Linked DNA regions of Sus scrofa: region 1 is linked to region 2. A link is a contact called in public HiChIP or PLAC-seq data. All regions are on one chromosome and are shown on one strand. The core of a region is the stretch at or near the end of the contact, and the rest is flanking DNA. Distances in the headings are between cores, read along the strand shown.

Region 1 (2,785 bases), core at 99-2,598, 64 kb before region 2:
AATGGTTACTCAACAAAAGGGTTGGGAGGTTAGGAAAACACCACATTAAATAAAACTGTTATGTTGCCTTTACACAGGGCTCCTTGGGAACTTGAAGATACTAGGTGAAAACGTGCACTATAAATCACCAAAAGATGAACAGAGCACATCTCATTTCTCAAACTTATTTGATCACAAAATCCTCTATCCTGCCCTCAAGCTGACCTCAAGGACTAGTGTTTATTCAGGAAAAAACAACAAAAAAACCCCCACACAAACCAATAACAATGACAGCTAGAGGAAAGGCTAAATTAATTCCCTTAGTTTTTACTTCCCTATTCGCAGCTCTGGCTCACCAGTACCAGTACAGTTTTGTGAGTCTTTTCAAGGGAGAAAAGACTGTGGTCCATCAGAAATAATATTTACCAATAGATTTTCTGTACCTGGCTCATTCAAAACTATTTAACTATTCCACCACAGCTCATAGGCACAAGAAGATACTTCAGTAACAGAGAACTACCTCTCCAAAGCAAGGAGATGGGGCAAATGACTGACTAATGAATAGCACTGGTACCACTAGAAGAGAGCCATGACTTCAATCTTTTTCACAACCTTTTCCACCAGGTCCTACCCTAGGGTTTGTTTGTTTTTTTGTTTATTTTGGTTCCCCATTTTAAGATATGTTGGGGCTTACTATGTACATTAGGCAAAGGCAAAAGGTAAAGTAAAATGATAGGTAAGGTCAAAGGACTTCTTAAAAAAGCTCTTTCCTGGGACTGCTCAAACCATGAATCCAACCTTTAAAAGCAAACCAGAGAGCTAACTGATGTGGCCCTGGCAGCTCACACATATCCAAGAGTTCCTAAATTGTGCCTCTTCTGAATCTGAGGGCCTCAGCTGATCCATGAGAGTCCAATATATATAATAAAAAAGCTTGGAATTCCCATCCTGGCGCAGCAGAAATGAATCCGACTAGGAACCATGAGGTTGCTGGTTCAATCCCTGGCCTTGCTCAGTGGGTTAAGGATCCAGTGTTGCCATGAGCTGTGATGATCCTGTGTGGCTGTGGCTATGGCTGTGGCCTGCAGCTGCAGCTGTGGCCTGCAGCTGCAGCTCTGATTCGACCCCTAGCCTTGGGAACCTCCATATGCTGAGGGTGCAGCCCCAAAAAGCAAAAAAAAAAAAAAAAAAAAAAAAGAAGCTGACATCAAGAAAAATATAAACCACTTTATAAATGAAAATATCTATGAATAAGCAGGTACTGTATATGATGGCTAGAATCCCTGAAGCTCCCCTTACATGGCACTGGCTTAGGCCACTGCTTCCTTTTACTATCTTGAGGGAACTGGTTCCTCACAATGGTAAGAAGCACTTCTGAGTCATCCAACAGTCATCAGAGTAGAAGTTAAAAATGTTTTGACACACCCATCAGGATGCCTATCATCCAAATAACAGAAAATAACAAGTGCGACGAGGATATGGAAAAACTGCTGGTGGGCATGTAAAATGGTATACCTGAAAAACAGTTTAGTATTTCCTCAAAAAGTTAAACAGAATTGCCATATGCTCTACCGGTTCTGGATATATACCAAAAAAAAAAAATTGAAAACAAGAACTCAGATACATGTACACCTATGTTCACAGCAGCATTATTCACAACAGCCAAAAGGTGTAAACAACCCTAATGATTGCAGATAAAAGGATAAACAAATGTGGTATACACATACAATGCAACATCACTCAGTCATAAAGAGGAATGAAACCCTGCTACGTGCTACACATACATGAACCTTGAAAACTTTATGCTAAATGAAATAAATCAGACACAAAAGACAAACGTTACACGATTTCCACTTAGATGAAGTATCAGGATAGGCAAATCATGTAGATAAAAAGTAGAAGAGAAGGTACCAGAGACTGAGAGAGTAATAGGGTACCAAGTTTCTGTTTGGGATGATGAAAATATTCTCCGTATTTCAGAATAGTGGTGATGGTTACACAAATCAACACATTTAATGCCACTGAATGGTAGACAATACGGTTTAAATGGCAAAATTTGTTTACCACAATGAGAATTTTTTTAAACGTCTGTGGTTAGAAAGGCCAACACATTTATACTGTTATATAATTCCTATATCATGGTTTATTTTGATTTTAAACTTTGCTAGTTCATAGTCATCATTTTTTTTTTCATGTGAGCAGAGTTCTTAGGTTCTCTCTTTGTAACTGTCATGACACCTATTTAAATAAATAATTTCTTCTGTGATTTAACCCCCAAGATGAAAGAGAGAGGAGGCTGGGAGGAAGGAAAGACCACCACGCAGTCCATCCAAACTGCTACACTTCAATTCCTCTCCTTCTGAAAACTACTTAGTAAGTAAGGGTTGAATAAAACAGACCTTCAGAAGCTTACTAAATCAAGCCACTACCTAGTTCATGGTACAGCAGAAGTCAGAGATCCTCAAATCTCCAAACCATTGAGGAAGCAGAGGCTGACTATGCAATGCACTGGAGAAAACCTGGGGGCTGCATTTTTCCTTCATCACGTAACACTAATCCTGTGAACATGACTGTAGACGAATCGCTATTCTCTACCCTTCCACAGCAATTCTCAAAACTCCAGAATCTGGAAAACAGGCAAGTAAATCTCAAACCAGATGGTTATCCTAGTTTGATGGTAATCCAATTTGGATACTGTCTTTATGCCATAACACCTTGTGAATTCTTTATCCCTGGGTCAACCTAATAGTCTCCTTTTATCCTTACTCTCAGAGTTTAAAAAAATAAGGGGTTAGGAGTTCCCGGG
Region 2 (2,700 bases), core at 105-2,604:
GGCTCAGCAGAAACAATCTGACTAGCATCCATGAGGACGCAGGTTTGATCTCTGGCCTCACTCAGTGGGTTAAAGATCTGGCGTTGCACTAAGCTGTGGTGTAGGTTGCAGATGCGGCTTGAATCTGTTATTACTGTCCTGTAGCGTAGGCCAGCAACTACAGCTCCAATTAGACCCCTAGCCTGGGAACCTCCATATGCTGTGGGTGCGGCCCTAAAATAAAAAAACTAAAAAATAAGAATTTATTGAATGTCCACTATACATGCAAAACACTATGAAGCCACCAATTAGTTTCAAAGAATAAAACAAGAGATGGTGCTCCCCCAAACTGTGAATTCAATCTAAGTTTCACCCCACATGATCTTACAGTGAGAAGAAAATGACTAAAAGGCAAAAGAGGAACCAGAAAGAGGGTGTTTCAGAGTTCCTTTGAGAACACTCTGCTTCACACCACAATTTTTAAAAAGTTTACTTACCAAACAGATAAATCTCTATCTAACAAAGAAGTCTGGGAAAAAAGTCTCCTTAAAAGCCTTTCTTAAGGATCTCTTAAGCTTCTAAGAGCTTGTTACACTCACATACCAGCGCCCTCCAAAAGGTATGACGCAGGGGTTTCTAAACAATACCTCCAGCTCTTCGGTAATTAATCTCGCTTTAGATCAGGCCCCAGCTACCTCCTGGCGCCCACTAGATGCAAGGCCTGGGCTCAATGTCATTGCACAAGCTTGTCCTGTGCAACTGCGAGAGGCTGCGAGGCAGAGAGGGCCATTTCTGTTTTATTTATTTGATCCGTTCCTTCAAAGATTAGGCAAACGAGGCCTCATTTGGGTGGACGGCAGGGCTAAAGAGGCAATAGTCGTCTAGGGACGAACCGCAACTTCTCTTTTGAATCGATATAAACCCATTTCCGACTGTACCGTCCTACAGAGGGACGTGGTGAGAAAAAATTCCCCTAAAACTCCTTCTCGAGGGTCTGGCGGAGGTCAAACTCCTCACGCTCGGGCCGGGAGACATGGAGGCTGCTGAGATAAGGAAACTGCGGGGCTGCACGCGGCTCGGGGCCTGACTCTGGACTGCAGGACTACCCGGGGAAGGTCTCTGACCAGTGCAGGGTCGCCCTCTCCCCCGCCCGGCCCGGCCGGTCCTCACCGCGCGTCCCACCCCAGGCAGGCCTGGCGCACTTACCCCCGGTTGGGACCCTTAGGGATGAACCAGGGAACCAGGAAGCCGACGAAGCCCCAGAACACGCTCATCACGATGAGAGGCACCGTGAGGCCGGTATACGCCATGGTTGCCGTCGGAGCTGCCAGCCCCTGCCCCGCCGCCTCACTTAGGTGCCACCCGGAAGTGTCAACACAGACCGCGTGATCGGCGGGCGCAAAGACCCGCCTCCTGCGCCTCACGTGACCGCGCGCCGGGCCCGCCCCTCTGGGGCCGGGCTATAGAGCCCCGCCCTCTCCCGGAGGGTCTCGGAGCTTACTGCCTGTTGACAGAAGGCGCTCGCTCTGTAGCCCCAGAGGTAAGTGTCAAGTCACCAAGGGCTTAGCAGTTTCCGGGCAAGAACGTGGCCCTTTTAAGAAATACATGTAGTTATTTACAGCTTTAGCTTCTTATGCAACAAACGTGTAGAAAACTTCATAGTAATTTTCTGTTCAGAATTCCTGTGTGCCAGGCACTGGTATATGAGTTAAGTGCTTGAGTTCTTTTCGAACACCTCACTACAGCCTATGAAGTAGTTTTAATTACTGTACCCACTTTGCACCTAAAGAAACTGAGGTCCAGGGAGCAGGTTACAATTTTTGCCCAGAGTCTGGTACCTAGTAAGTGGCAGAGCCAAGATTCAACCTTTGATGATGTGATTTTCAAGGCCAGCGCTCTTAGCTACTGACCTACTGTTAGACTTGTGCACTGAGCCAGGTTTTGGGGTTACAGAAATCAGACACCACCACCCGCTCTAGGAATTCATGAACTGGTGAGGAGAAGGACTTGTGAGCAGGTCACTCAGTGCAGTGTCAAGATAGAGGGAACCAAAGAGCATGACTGTCCACCGCAGCCAGTTCTGAGCAGAGCCTTGAAAAGGGAGTAGGAATTAAAGCCAGAATATTGAGGAGAAGGTAACGTGGACTTTCTAATGCACGCCAAGCTTCACATACGTTCACTGTAGTATGTATGTGACAACCTTGGAACAGTGAAAGAACCCCTTTCTGGAAGAGCTCTCAGACAGAAGCAAGATGGAAAGCAAATCCATAAACCAATCCAACGTACTTTACCCTGGACCATGGTTTTTCTGCAGTAGTCACCTTTCTTCACCTCGAATTACCTCCTGATTTCTTTCTTCATTCAACTAGAATGGACCCTGTATTAAATGAGAAGTTGGACCAATGATCTTTAACATCTGTACCAACTCTTCAAATATGATGCCCAGCCTTCACCTGAAGGACAAGGTAGGAAACTAGTTGGTCTCCTTTGTGCTCATATTGCTCCCCCAGCAGCTCAGTTGCGGCAAAAATTCTATTGTCCTTAAGTTCCAGTCCAAGTACCACGCTCTCCAAGACCTATTTCATTGCATTAATGCATGTCTTGTGGCCTTGTACTTCTGTGTGTGCATAATCAAGCCAACCCTCTACTAGAGGATAGAGTGCTTGAGAATGAGCGTGTTAAACTGATCTTTGCCCCCTAGGAGCACTTTATACATGGAAG

The links. HiChIP or PLAC-seq counts read pairs in DNA pulled down with a chosen protein or histone mark.
Region 1: an H3K27ac HiChIP or PLAC-seq map of alveolar macrophages shows a contact between it and region 2. The contact joins the enhancer-like site here to the promoter of ATP6V0E1 in region 2. A contact is called at or near these places in 1 of 5 promoter capture datasets (fetal skeletal muscle), 6 of 47 Hi-C or Micro-C datasets (alveolar macrophages, fetal heart ventricle, heart right ventricle and 2 more) and 2 of 2 datasets of contacts at active chromatin or transcription factors (alveolar macrophages and skeletal muscle).

Annotation. Positions count from the first base shown.
Region 1 is chr16:51,195,808-51,198,592 of Sscrofa11.1, forward strand. The region is part of intron 1 of CREBRF (CREB3 regulatory factor); the gene reads right to left. Among named protein-coding and RNA genes, the nearest start is that of CREBRF, 14 kb to the right of the region's middle. Within about 2 kb of position 1,349, at least 2 of the 83 cell types and tissues checked have an H3K27ac peak or open chromatin away from gene starts, as enhancers often do. A contact at or near this core is called in alveolar macrophages, where this site is marked.
Region 2 is chr16:51,259,317-51,262,016 of Sscrofa11.1, forward strand. It overlaps ATP6V0E1 (ATPase H+ transporting V0 subunit e1), which reads right to left and starts at 1,355. Exons shown (of 3, transcript NM_001044579.1): 1 at 1,186-1,355. The coding sequence starts at 1,289.